2 separate regions of the Gadus morhua genome follow, and region 1 is linked to region 2. Evidence: chromatin contacts called from public Hi-C data. All regions are on one chromosome and are shown on one strand. The core of a region is the stretch at or near the end of the contact, and the rest is flanking DNA. Distances in the headings are between cores, read along the strand shown. Region 1 holds the start of opa1 (OPA1 mitochondrial dynamin like GTPase). Region 2 holds the start of LOC115556162 (serine/arginine-rich splicing factor 11).

Region 1 (3,621 bases), core at 952-3,451, 250 kb after region 2:
TTTCTGTGCCAAAATCGCACAGACGATTTTCTGAACATGCTTTACAGAAATCTGTTGCCCAACTTCATTGGGCTGCAGTCTAGATCGCAACCAGTTCGAAAGATTTGTGTCAGGATCAGACCATTAACCTCAATCGTTATCTTATTAATTGTACTGACCATGTATTTCAAACAGGCAATCATTGTGTCAGTCTGCTATTTCAGATCACATTATTTCCGTTCATACATCCGTTTTTAATCGCGTTAGTGTGTTGCTATATTAAAAGATAAATATATGTGATTATTTAAATAGGCTCAAAACCTTGAGTCCAAAATAAAAGCCATTGCCTATGAAGTACAATTGTTGCTTACATAGATTGAATACATCAATACCCTAAAATGAATCAGATGGTCTGGGTTTGGGTATTAGGGTTAAAGTTAAATAGATGAATGTTTTAAATAATTTAAACCAATGCAATATTTATTTTGTGTTTATTATCAAGGCTTTATAGTACATCTCTATGTTCCAAAGATTGTATCATGTTATTAATCAATTGATTCAAGTCTACTTCTGTCAAATTCTACAACCTTGGATGAGACTGAACTGTACTGGATCTATGTTGTTGATAATAATTCTGGTATCAGATTACCTCTGTAAATGTTTGCTGTAAAGTCAGTGTGTTTTCAAAGTGTATTTTTTTTTTCTCATATCAAAGGGCTGTTGTCTGCGTGTTTTATTTTTATTTTACCTTTTTTGGTACTTTTTTCATAAAATGGGTTGTAGGCTAATTGGCAGTTTAATTATTTGGGTATATTTTTGTATTCTGAGCTTCCGTTATAGGTGTGCAATAAGCATAGGTCCTCCTTGTTAAGGCATGAATTCTGGGCATTTATTTTAAAATGGTAATCATTCATCTGGATACATTATCAGGGGACTTGAATACCTATTTGGTGTTTTCTAAGGCTCAACTAGACTGTTGATCATCTTTAAACAATGTTTCATCCTGGAAACTATTTGCCCATTATTTTTAGTTAGTTTAGTTATTATATTTGTTGGATCAAATTACTAATGGTCTCTTGCACAAAAAAGGGAAGTATAATTAATTTGATTGCTAATAACTAAATATTTTCTTACAACCAAACTATACTTTAATCAGCTTTCATGTGTTTTTCTGTTATCAAATTCTATGCTAACTGAAGAAAGTGTTTCTGCAGAAATACCAGCCTGGTTTAACGACAGAGTATTTTAGGCTCAGCTTCCAATCAGAAATTGGCCCCTTGACAATGTTCTGTTTCAAAATTTGAAATTATGCTCTTGTCAGTTGTTTTTTAACATTTTTTTGCCATTTCAAAGCAATGTGTAGAATGAACCCTTTCTCTTGTATAGGTACCATGCACATATGCTATTAAGTTCATCTCCCAAATCATGTTCCAGATTTGACACAACCCATTTACATTACCCCAAATATGATAAGGCAATGTATGGGGTACATAGAAACTTTCCTCAGGGGAATGTGAATATCTAAAATACATTTAGGAGGGTACTAAAAAAATATTGATACCCAAATTACCAGTCGGAAAAATTGTATTTGAAATATCTGGTATTTGATGCATTAACTTTGCATCTCAAATATTGAATACCCGCACAGGTATCCTTTTTATAAGCAGAGGTGTAAATTATCGGCACATTTTTGTACTTTGTATTTTTACTTTTCTCTTTTATGCTTTTACTGATGATTGCATTTTTGATTTATTTTTTTTGATATATATATATATATATAAATAAATGTGCTTTAAAACAATTTGCATATGTTTTTATTTGTTTGTTTTGGTAAAGTAAAAAACAACAATTTGTTCTATGTCACAACCAATAATAGAATTGTGCATCAACAAGAGTAGCTCGACATGCTGAATTTTCTGATGTTATGGTGGCTGGCTGTTTGAGCACTTGATTAATAATTAGACTATGGTGCTTTGATGGAGGCAAATTCATATTGACATATATTAATGTTCAGTTTTAATAATCATAGGCTAAAAACGAAATTAATAGCTGGTCATTTGACGTCAGTAATATTTAATCCAAACATTCCAGTCTACAGCTATCTATATCTATATATCTATAAAGAGATATATAAAAAAATATCACCTGTGCAAACCGAAACAAAAAGCGTTATCTAGGAACCAAAAAGGTTGGGTATAGTTTGTCAGGGCGTCATTCGGGGGCGTACCGCTGTGCAGGAAGTGGAGCTGTCAGTCGGTGTCCTTGTTAGCTAAAGAGCATGTTAGCGCTCGAACAGGGCAGTGCATGTTTATCAATATGAAAGAGGATGTCTATTGGACCTGAAAAATATTTTACAAGCATCTAATTGTTTATTCGTTGTTGGGAATATCACCATGTTGCGTGTCGGGGGCAAAATGACCTGGTGAGTTCAGCTGTAATAGAGCTAATCGTAGCTAATGCAATCTTTTCTCGTCTGACACTGGTATCTGGACATTTTGACAGCGGAGGACAGCTTGGGTGTGTCATACCTCCATAACCTCTTTAAACGCTTACGTCGATTGAATTTCGATCTAAAACATAACATTTAATTTAACTATACATGACATGTCATTCTCGTCTGTGAGCGGCCTCTGTGTGTATGTGTGTGTGTGTGTGTGTGTGTGTGTGGAGCTCACCATTCACTTAACGTATTTTAATACTGTTAAAACTTTTCACAGGCTTTCTTACTATCCTCTACGGATATAGTTATACAATGAGTTCAGTTCTCTACCATATCTCAAATCATATTGGCATGTTTGTGCGACATTGTGTGATGTGTAAAGGTTGCTTTTGTTATGTCCTGTGTCGTAATTGGCTGATCTTTCTACTAGTTATCGCGTGTGCAGCCTCTTTGTTGTTGCTCAAGGACCCACACATACACATTAAGTAAAATAGAAAAAAATCATGCTATGTACTGCAACTTATATGCTATTGTGAAATCAATTGTGACTGCAAGAACAAGATGACCAAAGCAATATGGTTTGTGTTTGTGAGCGTCTTTTTACATATTTGTTTTCCTTCTCAGCATGGCCTGCAGGAACCTTGTCTCCAACAACATGGGGGTGAAGGTTCGCATCCCCCTGCAGAAGCTGCACCCCCTCTCCCGTGCCATCCACCACCGCTACTCCAACCAGCAGGTTCCCCCTCACCGCACGGCCGCCCGTCACATCTCCACCATGTCCCGGCTGCCCATGAGACCCCCTAAACCCCCACCGGGGTCTGGGGGCCGCGGCCACCAGCAGCAGCGCAACTTCTGGATGCTGCGGCTAGCCGCCAGGATTCTGAGGCTCCGCTACATCGTTCTGGGCTCGGCCGTTGGTGGAGGTTATACAGCTAAAAAGGTTTGTTTGAGATGTTGGCTATGAGATCACTTTGCTGCTCTTAAAGTGTTCCACTCCATTGAAAACAGCAGAGCAAACCTGCTTCGAAACTTTATATTTTTGGATGACCAATGTCAATGTCGTTTTCCTTCAGACCTATGAGGAGTGGAAGGACTTTTTGCCTGATTTCAGTGAATACAACTGGGTCATTCCCGATTACATCTGGGAATTGAGCGAACAGATTGATCTAGGTAAGCGGATTCTGTCCATGTAATTCATCATA
Region 2 (3,179 bases), core at 369-2,868:
TTACACCCCCGCAAATGCCAAGCACTAAAAAAGCTTAGGTAACTTGGCTTAGCAGCTTGCCTGGAGACTATGAAATATGCATGTTGTTCACTCATGTGTAGCCATTTTAGGGCAGAAGGAAGACAGACGCACACACAAACAGCTACCCACCTTCTGCGAATGGAACCACAATCAGGGCCCGGTCGACGAAGACCGTGTTCGTCAGGTGCTGGGACACCCCGACCGACTCAGTCTCGCGGAACTTTACAAAACAGACACGTGAAGTCACAGGCAAGGGAGAGTCACTGGAAAAAAATACGAGAAAGTTGTGCAAAAATACAAACAAAGGGATTTTTTCACTGCTTTCAAGGAAATGATGTGTGTGGATGAAGATAGTCTTTCATGGCCAATCCTGGCAATTCACATGATTATCACAACTGACCAGCCTTTTTTATGCATAACCCAAATTCTACTGGTTTAAAAAGTTTCTACCCAACCAATAATGCAATGATCGAACTGAAATTGACCAGCACTAGCATCGCATTTTAGTATACTGCATCGACATTCCTACCTGCGGTGTAACCAGGTGAATTATGACAGACGAGAAATAAAGCAAAGAACACGTTTAAATCATAATATTTAAACAATTATATCAGTATGTAGAGTTAGATACTTATATCGATTATTTCCGGATACATGGAGAGGACAGTGGTTTTGTAACTACTACTAAAATGCCACTACCTATGTACCTAGTGCAAGACATACGCGTATAAATATGTTTAGACAACTAAGCGGTGCAATCGCACCCAGTAGCCGCAAAGACCATTACATAAGGGTGCATAACAAAAGATAAAAACGCACTTCATCGTTACTAAACGATACTCAAACACACTCAAACCACCTAATTTTTAAGGATAAAGGAAGTCGGCTACTTCCGTAGCCACTTCCCGTCCTACACGCTGTACTGCTTGCAGTTCTTTTAAGCATGTATTTTTCACATTGAAGCCCCAAGATGACCTGTAGTGGGTTTTTATACGGCTTATGTCGATTCACGCTGCATATACTCGGTCTTTGTTGAACCCACATCTGCCTCCAGACTCCGGCAGTGTCCCGTTACAGGGCTGCGTTAATGCGCGGGCAAAACATAAGACAAACACCGCCGCAAGGAGCCAGGCGAGCGGCCTGGCGAAGGCCCCACAAAGCGGCCAACGTGGGCCGTGTACAAACAGATGCACCGTAAGAGCGTAAAACAAATGAATACTCACTCTGGAGGGAATAACTTCAACTCTTCTATGTTTCCAAGGAACCCGAACAAAGTTCTCATTTGTTCAGAGGTGGTGCTTGGAGACACATTGGTCACCTGAATCACGTTCGTGTTGCTGTTCATTTTTTCAACGAGTCCGTCGCTAGCTGCAGAAGGCTAGGTTATGTTGCGGGATATTCGTACACACGAAGACTCCGGAAGAATTGTAAACGCGACGTCGCCGTTTTCCGTAGCACGCTTAAGAGAAATACTGAAACCGCGCACAAACGACCATTTTACTGTAAAACGTTTGGGGGTTAAATTTCAGCCCGGGACACTAGAGCCTATGGGCACAAATGGTGGCGACAATGCAGTTTTCGTTAGCGTTCCAACCGGAAGCGGTGTGGAAATACGGAATCTTCAACCGGAAAATGGGCGTGGTCACGACTCGAGTTAAAATATTTTTGTTTTGTTTCTGGAGATGAAATGACATGTTTTCATTTGACGTGCCGTTGTTTCATAAACAGTCGTGGACGTTGTTCACTATATTCTCCTTTTGCATGTATGTGAACGACTTCAATGTGTGTTCTTTCGAGTTCTGAGGCGAGGGCGGATGAATAGGGGTGACGGACATAAGCGCGTTGGTTGCCTTTACTGGGTGATTAGTCTTGTAGCTAGCTGGCTAACCAGCGAGAATGTCAGTGGTTCCTCTTTGGCGTGGTAATAGTGATGGTTTTGTGTATTCATGTTGGAAGGTAATTTATTTGTTGTAAAGGCGTCTACCTATAATTGCTTTCAAATTAGATGTTGACAGAAGGCGTCCCCTCACAAGCCAAGAATCTGCAAGGAGAGGCACAGCTCAAAATCTATCATAAGTGAGTAACTGTAAAGCAAATGCGTTGATTTCATAACGGTTGATTCAGCCATGAACAAATTGAATGACTAAGCACTTACTATCCCTGCTGTACATAACCTGCTTAACCAGAATAATTATAAATTTCGGAAGTGCTGTTGTTTTAAAACCTTGAATTATATTTCCTCATCGTGGTGTTACAACAGCCTGTTGTTTTCTTGATAGGAGTTCCGTCTGACGGGACATGTATTCCCATTAACACACGCCTCCCATGCCAGTCTACCGGTTAAATGAAGAGATATGGGCATACTGAGAGTGGTGGTCTGTACCATGGGAAGGATCAGCACCTTTAGATCTTACCAGTTGATCCTTCTTCTGGCTGCAGCACTGGCTGTGGTAGCTTTCTACTACTTTGGTTCAGAGAGGCAAAACTTCTCGAGCACAACCAAGCGGATCAAACAAAGCCAGGCTAGCCACAACGCCAACAGGAACGATGCTGACCTCACTCTGGACACCAGACTCACCCCGCACGAACACGACGGCGGGGAGGACGGCGGGGAGGGAGGGGAAGACACAAGCTCGCTGTCGGACCCGCACTTCCACGTTCTCATGATGTTCACCAAGATAGACAAGAGCCGGAGCCTGCAGGAGAAGTTCAGGGTGGCCATGCTGTCCATGGTGAAGCACGGGGACTTCCTCGAGGAAGAGGTGCTGGTGCTCCATTTTGTGAGTGACCAAGCGAGCCAAGAACTGGGCCAGCGGATGCTTCAGGAGGTTCTGCTGGACGCAACGTTCCAGTATGAGGTAAGAAGTTCTGGGCCTACATTGAGTACAAACATGCATTTAATCGCTTAGCAGATGCTTAATGACTAAAATGCACTATCAAGGTGCTTTGGCCTGTTCCAAGTGAGGCCTAAGGAAAATCAAAGCAAGCGTCAAAGCCAAGTTTATAAAACAACTGGACAGAGTGTGGAGTAACAAGGAATTAAAGTGTTTACATCACAATGCTGACTGAATTCAACATTAAGCTGTGTGTACTGGTTGGTATTGGTCTCAGTGGTGGTCTTTCCCAGGAGTGTCCTGGCATGGCCTCATGAGACCATC

The links. A called contact is a pair of places that touch in the nucleus more often than the background predicts.
Region 1: a contact with region 2 is called in a Hi-C map of blood, with 2.7 times the contacts expected there. The contact joins the promoter of opa1 here to the promoter of LOC115556162 in region 2. A contact is called at or near these places in 2 of 6 Hi-C or Micro-C datasets (blood and gill).

The regions. Positions count from the first base shown.
Region 1 is chr12:8,084,281-8,087,901 of gadMor3.0, forward strand. opa1 (OPA1 mitochondrial dynamin like GTPase) reads left to right here and starts at 2,202. Exons shown (of 29, transcript XM_030372467.1): 1 at 2,202-2,401; 2 at 3,044-3,359; 3 at 3,493-3,589. The coding sequence starts at 2,373. It overlaps atp13a3 (ATPase 13A3), which reads left to right. Exons shown (of 33, transcript XM_030372978.1): 33 at 1-1,535.
Region 2 is chr12:7,839,836-7,843,014 of gadMor3.0, forward strand. It overlaps LOC115556162 (serine/arginine-rich splicing factor 11), which reads right to left and starts at 1,619. Exons shown (of 13, transcript XM_030373313.1): 1 at 1,245-1,619; 2 at 151-284. The coding sequence starts at 1,366. It overlaps xxylt1 (xyloside xylosyltransferase 1), which reads left to right and starts at 1,630. Exons shown (of 8, transcript XM_030373315.1): 1 at 1,630-2,097; 2 at 2,301-2,879. The coding sequence starts at 2,376.